2 separate regions of the Zea mays genome follow, and region 1 is linked to region 2. The links are chromatin contacts, called in public Hi-C maps. All regions are on one chromosome and are shown on one strand. Each heading gives the region's core, a stretch centred on a gene start, on an enhancer-like site or on the middle of the called end of the contact. The rest is flanking DNA. Distances are from core to core; before and after follow the strand shown. Region 1 holds the start of LOC100275410. Region 2 holds the start of LOC100272944.

Region 1 (6,174 bases), core at 133-2,632, 190 kb after region 2:
CTGATTCTAGGAACGGAGCCGCTCTGTTCTGTGTTTGGTAATCTGGAACGGAGCGGTTCTGTTTTTTGTTTGGTTGCAGAGTGAACGGAACGGAGCGTGACTGTGAGAGCGGGATTGGAACGGAGCGGCTCCGTCCCATTGATTTTTTGGAGCGGAATGGTTCCGGATCTGAGGAGAATATTCCCTAATTGGAGCCATTCCGTTCTAGTTACTTTGTAACCAAACAACAACAAAACTGGAACAGAACGGTTCCGTTCTACCTGGCTCTTCAACCAAACACTACCTTGGGTACCTTACACTGGGTTTAGCTAGAATCATATATGCACAACAATTCCAGTAGGGCACTAAATCTGAATTTAAGGGTTACTTTGGAATACGAAATTTTCCCCGTTTTATGTATTTTTTCTGTGAAAATAAATTGTTTTCTATGAAATTTCTATATGATTACTATAAAATTTCTACATTCCAAAGGAGCTCAATGTTTAAGAAAAAAAGGTCCGACAGAGTTTTTTATTTAAGCCCTCAAAGCAGTAGAGATATCCTAAAAGATCCCTTCTTGGTTTGCATGGGGGCACGCATGGAATGCAAACGCAAAAAAAGAAAGAGTGACGGTCAAGGTTCACGAAAAAAGAGAGCAGAAAATGACTTTGTAGAGAAGGTGATGAAAGCCTCCACAAAAAAGCAGCCAAGGCCCAAGGGCGCCGGAAAGAACAAAGAACGAAAATAAACGTCAGAAATTTTACTTATATGGATAATACATATGTGCGTGCGCATGTGCGTTGAGATTTGAAGTAAGCTCACCGGCCAGGGATTACGGCCGACCGTCTCCACCTGACCTTGAACGCTGACACATTACTTATCCAATATTCTAATACAACATCACTACTTTTTCATAATAACTATAATATGTATAGTATTATTATTATTATTATATCTAATCCAGTCAATAATCTACGACATCTTTTCAGAGGTTGATACGTACATCAGAAAGTAATAAACATTCACGAGTCAGAGTTTCAGACTCGTTCTACACAGCGCGATGTTCCCGGCGGAAGCTTTTTAGCTGAGTGCAAAACTAATGTGGCAGCAATTTATAGGTTCTTGTACATAATATCTGCCTGAAATCAATTCCAGACAATTGGGGGGGGGGGGGGGGGGGGGGGGGTGGGGGAGTTGGAATTTACCTGAAAACTTGAAATATTTTCCTGTGAAATTCACTTTTGTCTGCCCAAGAATTACCGTGGCCATAACGGATTCGAATCCTCAACAGCCACCCGGATCCAAAATCCAAAACCCTGCAAGAGCAAAGCTCCTCATCACCCACCCCTCGCTCACATTTAACACCCCACCACCTCAAAAACTGCAAGCCCCAAACTCACGACCACCGTCTCCACCACGGCACCACCATCACTCCAACACCACCGCCTCCCTCTCCGTTCTCTTCCTCCCAACGACTCAAACCGCCACCGTCGCGGCTCCCTGAACCACCAGACCAGCCCAGAGCCCAGCCCACCACAAACGCTGCTGCTGCTGGAGAGAGGGGCGCGCGGGCGGACGGGAGCGATGGGCAACTGCCAGGCGGCGGAGGCGGCGGCGGTCATCATCCAGCACCCCGGCGGGAAGGTCGACCGGCTCTACTGGTCCACCACCGCCGCCGAGGTCATGCGGAACAACCCGGGACACTACGTTGCCCTCGTCATACTCCGTGTTCCTGCAGATAACAAGCCCGCCGCCGCCGCCGCCGCCGCCGCCGGGGACGCCGCGGCGTCCTCCGGCCCCGGCAGTGGTGGGGCCAAGATCACCAGGGTCAAGCTGCTGAAGCCCAAGGACACGCTTCTCCTTGGCCAGGTCTACCGCCTCATCACCGCGCAAGGTTTGTTAGCACTCAGCTGTCCTGGCCATGGGCTTAAGGCCCATGGCGCGGTTCAATTTACTCGGGCAATCTTGAAATTCTCAACCCGATCGTGCTCCGCGCGCAGAGGTGACGAAGGCGGTGCGGGCGAGGAAGAACGAGAAGATGCAGCGGTGCGAGGCCATCAGGCAGCAGCACGAGCAGCTCCGGCGCGGCGACGGGGCTCACCAGAGCTCTTCCAGCCAGGTCGGTATGCGATTCTCTGACACCATTTTTTTCTTTTTATTTCCTGGTGCAACAAGCAGCTACTGATTCTTCTGTGGCTTCAGGACGGGAAGCAGGACAAGGACCGGCACCGGGGAAGAGGCCGGCACTGGCGGCCGGTGCTGCAGAGCATCTCCGAGTCCGCGAGCCAGAGCAGCAGCAGCATCGTCTCTGAATCCGCCACCAGCTAATGCTACTGACCGGACTGTGCCATCCGGCCGGTGCTCTCTTTCTTTCTTTTTCTTTTGGGATTTCTGTTTGCTTGTTAGTATAGAGTGCTTGAGCCTAGCCAGAAATGGAAAAAAAAACTGTAAATCAGAGTGTCAGGGCAGGACTAATAGGAAGTTTGTTTCGTCTGTCAATGTGATTTGGCATGGTGAAACTGACACTAAAACCGCGTATTCAGATCAATCGAGTGGTTTGCCAATTGCAACATTTCAGAGCATGAACACTAAGCAAAAAGGAAGAAGAAAAAAAAATGCAATCCTTGCTCTTCGATCCAGAGGAGGGCCCTAAGAGTTTTAACTCATCTCGAGAGAAAAGGTTCAAGAACCGGACTCTTGTACCATACTGTATTATTAGTCTTCGCATCACTAGCAGAAACTAAGTTCAAATAATCGAGCGGTTTGGCAATCGTAACTTTGCAAAGCATGAGGTCTGAGCACAAAGTGAACTTACTACTCTCACTAAACTGTATCAACTTATAACTCTAAAAATCGTATCGATGTTATAACTAAAAATTGTATCAATATTTGGTCAGTGGCGGAAACTATGCAAATCTGAGTATATGACAGATAAACAGAACAAAAGAACTTCAATTTTAGACCGGAGATAAGCATATCTCGAAGCTGCTGGAGACTCGAGACTCGAGAAAAAGAGACATACAAAAAAACTGTAACAGAGACCATCATACAAACACATCTGGAATCTTGAGCACTGCTTGCGTCCAAACCACTCATAAACTAGGGGCAGCACCGTTCTTCGTAGAGATAGGCAATGGTGAAGACCCGGTGGGTTTTACTATCTTAGATCTGGTCCTGTTAGACTAAAAACTCTTCGTTTCAATATTCGTACCTATAGACGGATATAATTCCACATCCATATCTAGGCTCATTTGGTATTTCATACTCGACAGGTACTCATATCCGTCTGGTATGGTGGAGTTGTATATGTCTGCCTAACTTAGTTTAGGACGAATGGTGAGCGTCGAGCGACAACATCCGGCCTTCCGTCTTCCATGTTACAGGTGAGGGCGTGCCATGTGTGGCTTGGTCGCTTCGGTTGCATATTAATGAAAAGTCGCATAGTAGAAGCTTGGAGCCTTGGACGGTCTTTACCGTTTTGGTCGGTTGTCTGCATAATGTTGTCATATGTCACAAGGCCTATGTAGCATATAGTTGTATTTAAGAGCGAGGAGTCAAGACAAATCATTGAGTTAGGCTAAAATTTTAGGTCCCGTTTGTTTTCTTTCATTTTGAGTAATTTGAATCTTACTCATGGAATAGACTATTTTTTTTAGAATGTGACATTCCACCATTTTTTAAAGTTATCATATAAGCTTATCTCAAATTCATGGGGTGAGAAATGAAAATTGATTGTATTGATTTACATGCTATTTTCCGATGTACAACTTATAGCACACTCTTATACTTACTTCGCTATAACATAAATGTAGTATATAACTATCTCTCTCATATGATTTAGGATAATATACAAATATACTACATATATAAATATATGAATTTAATTAGTTTTATCTAAATTATAATTATTAAAATGAAATTCAATTCCAACGAAACAAATGAGGTCTTAGAGAATTGTTGGCTATATTCCGGGTATAAAATACCCATGAGTACACGGGTACGGATTTAATGAGTACATACTCGTATTTGTTCTACTCGTTGGGTCCTCTTTTTGTCTCGTTAACAGATCCACGTGTATATAATTATGACCAAACTCTTACCCTAGTGGAGTAATTATCCGCTGGGTCGCGTTGCCATCTTTAGTTCATCTAGAATTCGCGATGCTCGAGGCGCCTTCGTTTTGAATTTCAGTAGAGAGGATTACCATTAGCGGTGAGCGACTGACTGTCAGGTGCTAAGCACATGCGATTCAGTGTAAAATACTCGGCAGACGAGGACAACACCACCGCTGCTGCTGATGAAGTATTGAAGTGGTAAGTGCCTAGGGGTGCTAAGCTCCATGAGACCACTTGGGGAAGACGCCGGCAGTGCCAGCCCGGACGGACACCGTCCACAGCTTGCCAGTGGAGCTCCAGCCAGCCGCTGGGCGAGCCGAAACCGCCCGCGCACGTGTGGGCGTGTGGCGTGCTGCTGCCGCCCACCGCTGCGGTCTTGGGATTCCAGTCAGTCCGGCTGTGTCCTGCTGCGGCCTGCACGAGGGTCAGCTCAGGCTCGGCCTGCATCGGGAAGAATTGCTGCTACTGAAGCTGAAACTGAGGTCAGGCAACATGAAACAGACAGTGCAGTGTTACGCAGGGCAGCGATCATGTTCAGTTAGTGCAGTTCAGCAGGTGAGTTCCGAGAGACGCTGGACAGTGATAAGACGCACCATGACCGACTCAACGTTTCTGTGGCATGCACGCGCGTGCCCCCTCCAACGAAAGGCTCAGATCCAGATCTTAGGGCGTATCGGACTACTGCGTGTGGTTTTGTTTGATAATTTGGTCTGGGATCCATGCACCCCGTCCCGGCTCAATGATTCTGGAAGGGGCAAAAGCCTGATTAGCAGCGTGCGTGCTCGCTGCTAAAGGTCAAAGTAGTGGTGTATCATTGTTCAGAGAAAGTCTGAATCTTTTCTTTTTTCCTTTTTTTTTTAACAGATCGAACTGTTGTGGCAGGAATTGGTAATCTATACATTGTTGGCCCAAAAGGCCCATAACAAATCTGGAGAGGTGCAAGTGAATCTCTGAACTTTTCATTTTAAAGATCGTGATAGGGTAAAATCAGGAAAAGAAAACAGAAAGTCTAGAGATCACAGGTCGTCGTACCAGCTGGTGCCGGCCAATCCTGAGCACAAACAAGCTCTTCAACCCACTGTTTACTGCCGGACTCGGATATTGCTAGTGCCGCGGTTTTTGTTGCAACCTTTCAGTTTCAGTCACTAATGCATGGTAGCGCCAAGACATTGCGTGCCGACTGCCGAGCAACCGTTGGGGTGGAAAAATTAACTATTTGCCACTATTTGAAGGTGGGTGATAATTTTTTTGGTCATGTCAGTGACACATGATTAAGGGGGTGTTTGGTTTATAGGGACTAATGTTTAGTCCCTATATTTTATTCCATTTTAGTTCCAAAATTACCAAATATAGAAACTAAAACTTTATTTTAGTTTCTATATTTAGCAAGTGTTTGGTTTTGGAGCTTCATGTCCAGGAACCTACCGTTGTTGCGGAAGACGGAACCATTGTCCCTCGCACTTTGGTTTATCCCATTTCGGTGAAGGCTATTCCTCCTGGCGATTCCCCGGAAGTGAGCATGTCTGAGTTTTTGCCTCCAGTTGTCGATGACGAGGATGATTCGGATCAGTCCCAGCAGAGGCGGAGGCTTATTGGACATCATTCGGTTTCTTCGGCCCGTTCCTCGGTGCTTTCGAGGCTTGGGCCGCGGGTCTCTTCTTCGGCGGCTGCTGGATCGGTTGATGTCGCAACACTTCAGATGGTGTCGGCTGTTGAGTTGGTTGTGACTGGGTCTGCTGAACCAGCGAATGATATTTAGCAATTTATATACTAAAAAGGAATAAAATAAAGGGACTAAACATTAGTCCCTAGAAACCAAACACCCCCTAAGGTTTTTTTTATAAAGATGACAAAAAGTTTAAAGCTCCCTTGGGATAGTTCCTGATGTGTTCCTTCGACCACTGGAGAACACTTCCTGGTGGTCCTTTTAAACCAACGGGCTGACTTGCCGTGAGCTTTGGCCCCTGCAAATACTGATCAAGTTCAGTCATCGATCTCAACATCTACAACAGTTCCCTTGTTAGTTTTATACCCAGAAACGTTGTTAGGGTCTTCTGACTGATCCAAATACTCACTGAAG
Region 2 (6,721 bases), core at 1,689-4,188:
ACTAAGATAGACATATAAACTCCACTTGACTACTTCTGTGTTTTTATCGAGGTATCGTGAAGCTCATGTTTACCCCTAATTCTTGTTGGAACCTAGTATTAGTTAAGAACATTGGTCAAGTGTGTTTGCACAAACTACCAATTCAAGACATAGTCCATTGTTTAGTTGTGAATAAGTGTAACCTTAGTTCTATATGAATGTTCGACTTAACGATCTCCATCGAAATACTAGTATATCAAAGAAGTAGATCACTTGAGAGTATTCTTTATATGCCTTGAAATATTTGGTGGGGATTTGATGTAAATATTGTTGGATTTAAATGCGTTGGCCCATTTAAATCAATTAATATCCCACCATATCCCATAATAATACTAGGGAGTTAAAAGAGGTTAATCCCACATGGCTAATGGAAGAAGACTTTAACCAGTTTAAAGGGTGGACTTATTTTACACCTTCTGTGAAGCTAGGAAAAGAAGTCCGGTGTGCCACACACGCGGCCGCTCACTCACCTCGTCGAGCCGTCAGGTTAGGGCATGTTGTGTCATGCTATGTCAAGACGGACGGATGAACAAACAATATTGTATGACCGGACGTGTTGTACTATTATTGTTTTGCGATTACAAAGTATAGTCGTTCATGAAAAGAGTAACTGACAACCTGGATGGCCCGACTATTACACACAACTATTGACGGGTAGATGACCATCAACACACACCAAAGGATCAGAGGTTGTCTAGTTTCATTAAACCGAGCTCCTCCTACACCTATATAAGGACAAACACCCCTTTTGCCTAGTGCACCAAATCACAGTTCACCACAATTAGGTCCTCCTGCTTAGGAGACCTCTCTATTCTCGCTCTTTGTTTTGCTGTTTGCTACGCTTATGCATCTCCATTGCCATGGATCTGCGTGCATGGCTCTAGCAAGAGTAGGTATCTGAAACAACTGTCGTCCAAGTGCTCATCTGTTCGGCCGAGCGACGAGCAATCATTTTTGCATCGAATCATCATTGTACGTTGATATAAAAAGCACAACATCTGCCGCTACGTACATCTGCTAGTATGTGTTCGGCTGCAAGAATAAGCCTGGTTTGGGAAGAAAGTTTTTGAAAATCATGGTTTTTGAAAATATTACAATATATTTTAGTCATGACAATACCACAGTTTAAAATACTACATTTTTAAAAGCTGAGGTCTAGACCTAAGTTTATAATACCTTAAAACAACTACAATATTTACAATATTTCAGTTTTGAAAATAAAAGTTTTAGCTAGCTTGACAAACACCATTCTATATATAATACACCAGTATTTGAGAATGCTGCATTATAACTTCAAAACTGTAAAAAAACTTGGGTCCCAAACTGCGCTGTAGCTAGCAAACAGCTAGCCAAAACAGCAGCCGAACGTCGGCTAGTTTTGGAATCAAGTAGTACTGCTGTATTATATTTATGTTTTACCATAGTAGATCCACACTGTACCGTTTCTGTTATCACCCGCTATGTAATACAATTTTTTTAAATGTAACTAGAAATTTATAACTTTGCAACAACAATGAGAAAAAAAAGAAAAACTGTAATAACGGCCTGGTGCCGTTGCAGGCGTGCAGCTGCTGGAGCAGTGCATTTACGTGTGGTCACCCGGCTTTTGCCTCGGAAAGTTGGCAGGCAACGAACCAAGGGCGTGAGTCAAAGCCCCCAACCGTTCGGGTGTAGCTGCTGCATGCACTGCCCGCCCGCTCACCTAGGCAAGCGACAGGCAGGCAGACACCACTCCCGCGTCCCGTCCTGGACTGGACTGCCGGAATGGAATCGAGTGACCAGTGACTGACGGAGGGAGAGCAAACGGCGGCGAGGTGAAACTGAAACTAAAACGAAACGAAACGGAACGGAACGCGTTGCTGCTGATAAAAATAAAGGCGCCGGGGCAAAGCGAGGAGCAAAAGAGGTAGGGGTGGGCATTTAAAACCGAAACCCGAACCCGAATAGACCAAATTATAGGTCTATTTGGGTTTTCGGGTTCGGGTTCGGTTCCTATATGTGCTATATTTCAGGGTATGGGCTCGGGTTCGGTTCCTAACCTTTAAAACCCGAAATATAAAAAACTCTTAATATAAGATGATATTATTTATATGATTTATGAACTTATTAGCTAAAAATTGCGATATCATCTTAAAGATAGTATATATATATATCTCAATATGCTATATTTTATAGTCACTTGTTGTAGTAATAATACTTCCAATTAATTATTAATTGTATATATTTTAATAAAAGATAATAGTCTCTCTACTGTTCGAGTCTATTCGGTGGACCGAATAGATCGAATCGAAATTGTGGGTCTATTCGGATTCGGTTCCTATAATTGTTTTGAAAATTTCGGTTCTTATTTTTCATAACCCGAATTTTCAAAAACCCGAATAGATAGAACTGAATTATCCTAATAGACCGAATGCCCAGCCCTAAAAAGAGGGGTGAGGAAAAAAAAAAGGAGGGAAGGAGAGACGTCGTTTTCTCCTGCGCGCCTCGCCGCTGCCACCTCCTCTGTTCCCCGCGGATCCTTCTTGACGCTCCGTCGTTGGGGAGCCAAGCGCCAAAAAAAAAAACCCATCTCTGCTGCTGTGATCTCTTTCCTGCCTCACACTCTTCTTTTCCTACTAGTATTTGTATTTCCTACTAGGCTCAATCCCAGTCAATCATAGAGCAGAGCAGCCCGTGACCCCGTGGGCGTGTGCTGTGACTGCGAGGAGGGAGGAGGAGGAGGAAAAAGAGTGCCGCCGTTTCCTGGGGGCAGCCAGATTCCATTCCTTGCGCAGGAGTACTACGGCTACTCCTTGTACTATTTCCTAGTAGCAGGCTGCCGTGGAATCAGCTGCCTAGAGCAATGCGAGATTATCAACACCAGCACAGCCTCCCTCCCTCGCTGCCTTTTCCCACTCATCCCAGCGATCGATATTCCTCCTTCCTTCCTTCCTTCCTCGTGAAGGCGTCGAGTGAGTCCTGCGTTCTTGCTCTCCTCTGCTAGGCACTTGTCACAGGAAGGCCCCCTCGTGTTCGCGTCCTCTTGCCTTCACACCCGGGACGGGAGTTCCTTGCTAGGGGGAGAGCTTCCCTTGCTCGTGTCCTCACTCACGCACTCACAGACTCACTCATTCACCGACGGTCCCAGTGGACTGAGGTGAGACTTCGGTCGGAGCCGGCCGGACGGAACATACAGGATGGCCGCCGCGCCGCCGCCCAAGGCCGACGAGCTCCAGCCGTTCCCGCCCAAGGAGCAGCTGCCCGGCGTCGCCTTCTGCATCACCAGCCCCCCGCCATGGCGTACGTGCTTCTTTCCTTTGCTCAGCAGCTCACTCAGTTGTCACCTCCACTCTACTCTTTTTCTGTTCGTTCTTTTTTTGTTTGTCCGTTAGCTTGCGTTGTCTCGCCGTTCAAATCTTTCTCTGTGCTTGCCCTCTTATTGCTAACCGGGACGGGAGTAGTTCCGTTTCTCGCTGCACCGCACGCTTCGTGTTTTCTCTGGTGCCGAGCTTTGGTTTTCGTTTCACCTTTCGGACTTGGTGGATTGGGATTGGGAGCACCCGATCCTTCGTTCATGCAAAGCGCTCCTGTCAGCTGGGATCTTCACCGTTCTTCTTTCTCTGTCTTTAATTTGTCGGCGCTCGCTCATGTGTGCTGCTGTAATTCTGCGTATGGCTTTCTTCGTATTTTCTCCTACTACGATTCTTGTTTTCCGGAGAGAAAAAAAGGTAGCTTTCCTTGATCAAGTACTTGTCAGTCTAGGATTAATCTCGCAATGCGTTGATTTGACTTGAATCCGCCGTGAAAGCTAAAGAAAGGTGGTGTGGTTGCACATCTTTTTCTGTACAATTAAACTCTGTGTGCAAGTCCCAACGCATGGAAATAGAAGGCGTGTGCTACTAGGATTAATCTATACTATTAGTCGCAATGGTGAGGCATGATTGAAGTTGAAGTTTCTCTCACACCTATGGTTGGGACCCTCTATGTTGCAGCGGAGGCCATCTTGCTAGGGTTCCAGCATTTCGTCGTCATGCTGGGCACCACCGTCATCATACCCAGCGCGCTCGTTCCTCAGATGGGAGGCGGAAATGTGAGCCTCGAGACGCTGCCTCGTTCTCTTTTTTTTTTGGTTCAGATAAGAGGGCACTGAATTTCGTTTGCACTGAATTGACGCCGCCTTACTGATGAATGGTATGCTACCCGCTCTGCCAGGAAGAGAAGGCTCGGGTGGTTCAGACCATACTGTTCGTTGCTGGCATAAACACCCTGTTCCAGACGTTATTCGGGACGCGCCTTCCGGTCGTGATGGGCGGCTCGTACGTCTTCGTCGGGCCGACCATCTCGATCGTCTTGGCTGGACGGTACAGCAACGAAGCAGACCCTCACGAGGTACCTTCTGCTGAACTGCTCTGTTTCCTTCAAGAACGATAGAACTAGAGATGGCAATGGGTAAAAACCCGCTGGGTATTACTTGCCCAAACCCGTACCCGCGAAGAAAAAATACGTCCGCTAAAAAACCCATACCCGTGACGGGTATAAAATTTTGCCCAAACCCATACCCATGCGGGTTTCGGGTACCCAACGGGTTTCCCATACCCACTAACATCAACATAAAAAATAATTCATCATGTAAACGACAATCAATACATTACTAAGCTAGCATAAAATGAACAAGTGATAACAAATTTTAGCCTAAAAATTGTTACATGAAGTTTATTTCAATTAGAACATATTCAATTAATAATATTATGAGACATATTTATAAGTAATGTTGATTTTAAGGCGGGTTTTAAAAACCCATGGGTTTGCGGGTATGGGTAGTGGAAGAACAAACCCATGCCCACGTACCCGTTGGGTTTCCATTTGAACCCATTAACAAACCCATGGGTAGAGAAATTGGCCCAAACACATACCCTAATAGAGCAAAAACCCACCGGGTTTCGGGTAGCGGGTACTCATTGCCATCTCTAGATAGAACATACTGGTATCGACGAAGCTTTCTGTTGCTCACGCACATGAAGAAATTCCTGCGGACGATGAGGGGGACGCAGGGCGCTCTCCTCGTTGCGTCGACGATTCAGATCATACTTGGGTTCAGTGGCCTCTGGCGCAACGTTGTCAAGTTGGTGCCAAAACTTTCTCTTCCCCCATATATGCGCCTGTATCTTCTTCTGTAAAACTGGCTTACACTCACTTCCACTCGCAGATTACTGAGTCCGCTGGCAGCTGTTCCTCTGGTATCACTGGTCGGGTTCGGGCTCTACGAGCTTGGCTTTCCAGGGGTCAGTTTGTCTGCCCCATCCCAGGATCTTTTCGCCTCCATGTCTCTCTACCATCGCTGATGAATGAGTGACAAAAAGTCTGCTCCATGCGTGTTTGCAGGTAGCGAAATGCGTCGAAGTTGGCCTCCCAGAACTGCTCCTGTTGGTTGTGTTTTCTCAGGTGCACTGATACACCCCTGGTTCCTTCCTTCACCGCTACATATCAATCACGCAGTATGTCGTGTGCTAACATCGCTTCATCTTTCGCGCAGTATCTGCCTCAGGTTCTGGACTTCGGCAAGTCCGTCTTCAGCCGGTTCAGCGTTCTCTTCACCGTCGCCATCGTGTGGCTGTACGCCTACATCCTCACCATCGGCGGCGCTTACAAGAACTCTCCGCCCAAGACGCAGGTGCATTGCCGCGTTGATCGGTCGGGCCTTATTTCAGGAGCACCTTGGTAAGATCTCATGACAATTAATTGTAATCCTAGTTGTTTAAGTTGCTATGTATTGGTGACATTCCTCATGAAGGTTATGGAACAACTGTTGTAGGATAAGTGTTCCCTATCCCTTTCAGTGGGGTGCTCCGACGTTTGACGCCGGAGAAGCTTTCGCTATGATGATGACTTCGTTCATTGCTCTTGTAGAGGTTTGTGTCCAATACTCTTTTCGTGCAAAGTTTGTCAAGTTTGAGAAAGCTGGACTTAGTAACACCTCTTGAGGTTGGTTTATTTGGGTCAGAGGTAGTATCAGTTTACGAGTAGTTTTACAAATTCGATATGTTTCAATCCTGTAGTCAACTGGCGCCTTCATCGGTGCTTCGAGATATGCGAGTGCAACTATGATTCCTCCATCGATTATCAGTCGGGGCGTGGGATGGCAGGTAAGGATTCAGATATTGTACTGTGGACTCAGTGATCATCTGAGTTTGTACCATGGTGTTGGTAACATTGTTAGATGCGAAACACCCTTGTCAGGGCATTGGTCTGTTGCTCGATTCATTTTTCGGGACAGCGAACGGGACATCGGTTTCAGTGTAAGTATAAATCACAAGGCAAAAATTCAAAGTGCCAATGCTTGTTTGTTCAGAACAGAAATGTTTATGCTAATATGATCTCTTGTGCTTACAGAGAGAATATTGGACTGCTTGCGTTGACACGCATTGGCAGCCGGAGAGTGGTGCAGATATCTGCAGGCTTCATGATTTTCTTCTCTGTCCTTGGTAACTTGCTTTTGCTGATTTTTCTTCTTCTTAGATATACTGCAATGCAGTTTTCTGCTATGTTCATGTATATTTTCACCGATGCCGTGGTAGGTTGATGATGTTTGTCCTTGTCCAAACCAGGAAAATTTGGAGCTTTGTTTGCGTCGATTCCGCTGCCCGTATTTGCCGGCATGTACTGTCTCTTCTTCGCATATGTTGGTAAGTCTATTTACCTGAAG

Evidence for each region. Hi-C and Micro-C count contacts between places; a contact is called where the count stands out from the background.
Region 1: a contact with region 2 is called in a Hi-C map of leaf, with 6 times the contacts expected there. The contact joins the promoter of LOC100275410 here to the promoter of LOC100272944 in region 2. A contact is called at or near these places in 6 of 25 Hi-C or Micro-C datasets (bundle sheath, ear, endosperm and 2 more).

What each region holds. Positions count from the first base shown.
Region 1 is chr7:109,731,391-109,737,564 of Zm-B73-REFERENCE-NAM-5.0, forward strand. LOC100275410 reads left to right here and starts at 1,383. Exons shown (of 3, transcript NM_001149487.2): 1 at 1,383-1,873; 2 at 1,980-2,098; 3 at 2,182-2,551. The coding sequence starts at 1,564. The coding sequence ends at 2,307.
Region 2 is chr7:109,540,718-109,547,438 of Zm-B73-REFERENCE-NAM-5.0, forward strand. It overlaps LOC100272944, which reads left to right and starts at 2,939. Exons shown (of 14, transcript NM_001147396.2): 1 at 2,939-3,318; 2 at 4,011-4,108; 3 at 4,231-4,407; 4 at 5,040-5,140; 5 at 5,225-5,300; 6 at 5,401-5,460; 7 at 5,552-5,736; 8 at 5,831-5,927; 9 at 6,075-6,161; 10 at 6,256-6,314; 11 at 6,409-6,500; 12 at 6,624-6,701. The coding sequence starts at 3,216.